Linked DNA regions of Anas platyrhynchos: region 2 is linked to region 1. A link is a contact called in public Hi-C data. All regions are on one chromosome and are shown on one strand. Each heading gives the region's core, a stretch centred on a gene start, on an enhancer-like site or on the middle of the called end of the contact. The rest is flanking DNA. Distances are from core to core; before and after follow the strand shown.

Region 1 (2,861 bases), core at 245-2,744:
AAAATAATGTGGCTTATAAACTGGGCTTGTGAATGCCTCCAGAAGGAACAGTTTGTTGGGGAACTTAGCTTATGCGGTGTGTCTGTTGAAGGGCATCTCCTGCAAAAAATTTTCTTCCATGGCATGGTGGAAATGCTGGTGCTTGTGGGCTTCCTTTTGCCTTCCTCTACGGCTGTCTCTTGATTTATCTTGAGGTTGTTGGATCTGGCTTCTGAGCACTGTATAAACAAGATGCCCTTTGGGAATTGTACGTTTCTGTCAGCCAGTAGTTGGATCACCCCGGCGAAGTGTGTCGTTTTCCACTGGGCTTAGTACGTGTGTCAGATCGTACGCAAATTACAGCCTGTGTATTTGATTCAGCACATCTCAGCTCAGAGCTGTCTTGGATATTTTGGTTTCATTCTGCTTCTGAAGGCTTCTCTTTTCCTTTCCACTTTACTCCTATTCTTACCACTGTAGTGCTGGGATGGCTTCCTCATATTTAAGCCATCGGTTGTTACTGTTTTGGGAATGGTGATGCCATTGCGGGGCGAGTGGAAGAAGAGAGTGGAAAACGGTGTGAATGAGTTCAATGTCCTTGTCCATCCTCATCTTTGTCTTCCTTTAGCCAGGAAATTCTTCAGAACAAGCATTAGCTTATACAGGTTATGGATTTAAGGAACTGAAGGCAAGTAATTGTAGTGTAGTTTGGTACCCTTTTCAGCTGCGCAAGCATTAATTGCTTGATCAGTTGTTGGGTTATAATAAGAGGGAAGGTAATGAGTCTTTTTTTTTTTGTCCTGTTTGTTTTACTGAACTAAATGGCCCATGTACAGCTGGCTGCCCTGTTTGAGGGTGGTTTTAAACTCAGTACAGAACAGCTTAGCCATGCATTTTGTTGGTTTTATTATCCTTTTCAACAGAAAGTTAGCTTGCAAATGTTGTTTAGCTCTGATCAACGTGTTTAATAAGTAAAAATCTTAGTGTGTGAGCTCTGGACAGTGAGGCAAGAAGCCTGGGAAGCAGGACAGTGAAGCTTAACCAGACTGGTAAAAAGCAGCTTCAGGGACTGAAATGGCTTCTCCAGAGTTATTGTGAATGTAAGTCTGTTTTTTGTCTCAGTTGGGCTTTCTTTATTTGCATTGGAAAGGGCCTTGGTAAGAATCATCATGCACACTCTTCCCTATCAGTTTTCATGTTATGGCCTGTTCATTTCACCAGGATTAACTTTCCAGTGTTAGCATTGGACCAGTCAGTTGCTTATGGATCTGTCTCCTCACAAAGAGGAGCCCTAATATTGAACCATATTGTCCAAGCTTGGTTTTCACCAAGGTTCCCAAAGAACTCATTTGACTATCTTGAAATAAACATTAAAACCTGGCAGCTACAAGGGCGCAGTTGACACACAGAGAACAGCAGTGCAGTTTGCACTGGGGTCGTGGTGCAACCTTCTCTCAAGCAGCGTGTGCATCGGCGTTCAGACACGAGGTGCTGCTCGCCACAAGGCATGCTGTGTCCTGGTGAGACGCTGATAAATCACTGCTGCTGTGACTGGATTCATTTTGGCCGCCCTGTAAGCCTTCCTGTAGTTTGCATTTTAAAGCCAGGAGGTAGTAATGCTGCATGTCTCATCCTATTACTTGTCATGCACTTACTGTCTCTTAAGGACAAATGTGTATTCCTGTCTGGGCTCATTAGCATTAATTGCCATTCTCCTTACCCCTTGGAATACTGATGCGTGATGCTAGAAACTGGGAATGAGAAGAAGGTGGCCTTTAAGGGAAGGCAGCACACAAGGATTAAGGAGGCGAGAGCTTTAGAAAAATGCTGCTGTTCTTTAAAGTCAGGCTGCAGCAGATGCTTAACTGGTTGTTGAAATGAAATCGAGGTATTTTAAAATTATTGATTTTTGTTTGGAATGCTGCCGCTTGCATCGAGGGAAAATAAGGTTGAGAAAACTGTGTCCTACTTACTTAAAACATTTTACTAAGTGTGGGGTGTTCTGGTATTTGGAAACAATTTTTTCACCCCAATCCAAACTGCACACATTATCTAGCTCATTTCCTTGCCAGAAATACTGTAGTAGGCAGTAGCCTCGTTAGGATTTTAGAGGTTTTATTTTTTGCTGACTGAAGATTTACCTGTTTTCAAACCAAAAAGCAAGTCAAGTAGTTATTTAATGAGTATAAATAGCAATGCAACCTCTTTCATATAAGCTATTCAGTACTATGTAGCATCACTTTCCTTTTTTTTTAACAAAAAAGAAACCCATGCTTTGCTTGCTTTTACTATTTCCTATCTTAATCTAAAATTCTAGATTCCATTCTTTCTTGTCTAGCCTTTCCAAGCGCAGCTGTGATAGATCTGTTCTGAGGAAGTAACTGTAATGCAACTTTCCTCGTTTGCTCTATTTCATCTACTTATTTTGTCACCCTGAGGAGCCGTGACTGGTGGTTTCACAAACTTTTCCGTTGGCTAAAAGTGTAATTAAGTGTTGGTCCTCTGATTTTGACAGCTGCAAGTTCAGTGCTCTGTAAGATGCTGTAAATTTCAGTTGTTCTTTCAGGAGATCAAAACTTTGTTGATGGAGAAAAAAAGCAGTGAAGAGCAAAAGCTTTAGGAGGATACAGTCAAAGGCAGGAGATGCCTTCCTATTTCAGCTCGCTAAAATGCAGCGTCAACTCCACAAGGTATTTGCAGCTTCTTTGCGTTAGCAGGTTAGCAGCCTGCTGCTCGTTCTGCAATGCATGTTGAGCAATCCACCGAGCTGAAAGAGGCAGCAAAAGGGTAGCAGTTCTGTTTGTGCCAGGAATTGTCACCAGTATTTGCAATCAAACAAGGCAGAACTCCAGTTTCTGCAGACAGTGGGCTTTGTGATGCTA
Region 2 (2,861 bases), core at 127-2,626, 49 kb before region 1:
TTATAAAGAAAACCTAAAACACAATACGGAAAAGTTAGTACTGGCTCAGATGCGCCTTCCAATCTAATACTCCGTATTATCAGGTGCAATTACTGACAAATGAGTCTGCATTGCATTTGAGAAAGCTTGAAGCCATTGTCCCTCCCCCAAACACAATTCATCACCTTTCTGATATCTTTATGACACAGATGCACAGGTGAATTGATTACGTTCCAAGATTTTCAGAGTTTTACCTCAAAACCCTTCAGGGGATAGCGCACTGACTGTTTGTCAGTAAACTGCCTTGTATCCGTGAAATAACTTTTAACGGATTTCGTCAGAGACAGCCTGGCCATTAACTTTGCTTTTATAAAACCAAAAAAAATATATAATTTTTGATTTACAACAAAGAAGCTCTGAAGAAGTATTTGATAACAGCCCCCTGACACGTGAGGCAAGTTAGCTAATGCAACCGAAGGACTTGAGGTTTGGAGTTCCCGACATGGCGCATCAACCACCATCTATTTCTATTGAAGCAATTGTTATGGGGTTGCAACTCTCTCTTTTAGACTACAGTTTCCATCAGTTTTTGAGAAGAAAAAAAAAAAAAAAAAAAAAAAAAAAAAAAAAAAAAGTGCTGAACTCACTTGCCTACAGATGAATGAGAACAAACACAAGTGAAAAACCACAGGGCCCAGAATACAGTGGGGTCATTCTTGTTTTTTTTTTTGTTTTTTTTTTTTTTCCAACCACCACCACACCAAGCGCTCACTAATTTCGCTACTGCCCTATGGCGTGACACCCAACGCTACCTAATTTTAATTAGCGCTCCTTCACCGCGCAGACAAAAGTGTTGTTTTTCATTATTTATTTTTGGCTGGGGGGGAGGTGGCGGGGGGTTCTCTCCTCAGAAAGGGTAGGAGGGTGGGAGAAGCGGGCATAACAATAAAAAAAAAAATACTTTTTGAGAAAACGAAAAAGAGTCGAGGAAGAAGAATCTCGCTGTGAGGTGCAGAAGAGCTTTGGGGGTGTAAAAAGCGCCCTGAAACCCGCAAAACTGTCGCCCCCCCCCCCACCCTCAGCTGCACGGACCCGCGGGCGGAGCCCCCCTCAGCGAGGTTAGGCTCGCCCTGTCCCGGCCGGGGGCAGCCCAACGCCGCCGCCATTACCCGCGGCGCTGAGGGGAAGGGGAGGGGAAGAAGGAGGGAAAGGGGAAATGCCGGGGCTCTCCTCGGCGCCCCCCGCCGCGGCGTTACCTAGAGCCGCAGCCCAACCCCGCTCGGCCAGCCAGGGCCCCACATCCCTCTGCAGGTCGAACTCGGCCGCCAGGTGCAGCAACATGGCGGCGCCGCCTCCTCACGCCGCCATCGGGCGGCCCCGTTCTCCCCCCCCTCCCTTCCTCGCTCCGGCCTCGCCGCTGCCCGCTTCCCCCCAGCCGGCTCCTGACGGGGCGGCCGCCGCCACGGGCCGGCCCCTCGGGGCAGCTCGGAGCGCATTGGGCCCGCCTGGTGTCGCTCAGCCACCGGCCCGCCTCGCTCCGGCCCCCGCCGGGGAGCGGGGATGTGGAGCTTGTTCCCGTGTGGGTGTGAGTGCAGGGGGAGCCGCGGGCTGTGGGTTGTGTGTTGGAGCTGGAGGCAGTGCTCCTCCGTGGTGTATCTCTGCTGTTCATAAGCTCGGCTGACTCACAGCGCCGTGAGGAATTGCCTGTGGAGTCAGTGTCAAAGTGTAGTCAGCTGGTGGCCGCTGGTTAAAAGGCTCTGGTCATCATTACCAGGCTCACATTCAGCTCAGAAGTGTTAGGCGTTTCCCATTAACAGTCCCTATTTTCCCAGATTGCACATTGCAGTTGTTCCTCAGTCAGGCTGAGTCTCTACAAACAGCATTTGCAGCCCAGCTCGGACCTCAGGCTGTCCTCTCAGGCCTCTCTGGCGTGATCCTGCCGTTCATCCACCTTGAAATCGTGAAAGAGCAAAGGAGGTAAAGCTTAGTGTGAACTTCAGGACTTCGTTCTTTTTTTTTAAGCGTTTGAAAATACTCGCAGTGCTGATAAGATGCTGCTTCGTGGCTATCTATAGCATGCCTGTAATTACCATTTCCCTTCCGGTGCTGTGTGATGTCAGTGGCTAAAAGTGGCAGAAAAAGTGGATAGGCTGTAATAGCACACACCAAACTACCATACTGCAAGTACAGAACAGCTTGAACCAGTTCTAAGAGGTAATCCAGTACCAAGCTTTTTCCTTCCTTTCTAAGCTTTATAAAGGCCGGATCAGAATCTGGTATAACTGCAAAATCCAGATGAGAGGCAAGTTGACGATCAGCTGCAAAGCAAAAGTGCTTTCTCTCAAATTCCCTTGGCTACTTTTACAAGTTTATCATAACTTTCATAATCATCATTTTTCTTAGAGCTCATTGGATCAAGTGATTGTGCAAGAATCTGGAATTTTTATTTCAGAGACAGAAAACAGAGATAAGATCCCAAATGGATGCATTTTGTAAGAGATGAGGTAGGGATAATTCATGATTATGAGTATTTGGAGTTGACTCAAAAAGATTTGGAGTTGATTCAAAAAGAGAAGCAAGCAAAGGAGGGAAGCCAAGCCAAAGAAATGACTGATTCTCTAACTATGTGCAAAAAGGGAAATTTTCACATGGAGAAAATCTCCTGTGCCCAGAGCTACAGAGTTCAGTTAAGGCCAGGATGAGGCCACCTGGCAGATTTTACATTGGCCTACCATAAAGCAAAAAATGTGGAGGTGTGTACCTATAACAAATTTTGTTCTCCAAATGCAAAGGAAAAAGAAAAAAAAAAATAAAATATAGCTGCCCAGTCTGATGGTCTTTCACTGAAAGAAGAAAAAAAAAAAAACTGTCACAGTTCTCTT

Evidence for each region. Hi-C and Micro-C count contacts between places; a contact is called where the count stands out from the background.
Region 2: a Hi-C map of liver shows a contact between it and region 1, with 4 times the contacts expected there. The contact joins the promoter of GSAP here to the enhancer-like site in region 1. A contact is called at or near these places in 2 of 8 Hi-C or Micro-C datasets (liver and skeletal muscle).

What each region holds. Positions count from the first base shown.
Region 1 is chr1:12,898,559-12,901,419 of IASCAAS_PekinDuck_T2T, reverse strand. The region is part of intron 1 of PTPN12 (protein tyrosine phosphatase non-receptor type 12); the gene reads left to right. Among named protein-coding and RNA genes, the nearest start is that of PTPN12, 13 kb to the left of the region's middle. Within about 2 kb of position 1,494, at least 1 of the 8 cell types and tissues checked has an H3K27ac peak or open chromatin away from gene starts, as enhancers often do.
Region 2 is chr1:12,947,700-12,950,560 of IASCAAS_PekinDuck_T2T, reverse strand. GSAP (gamma-secretase activating protein) reads right to left here and starts at 1,376. Exons shown (of 31, transcript XM_072030397.1): 1 at 1,236-1,376. The coding sequence starts at 1,320. It overlaps LOC106015179 (a long non-coding RNA gene), which reads left to right and starts at 1,426. Exons shown (of 3, transcript XR_002399365.4): 1 at 1,426-1,564; 2 at 1,812-1,956.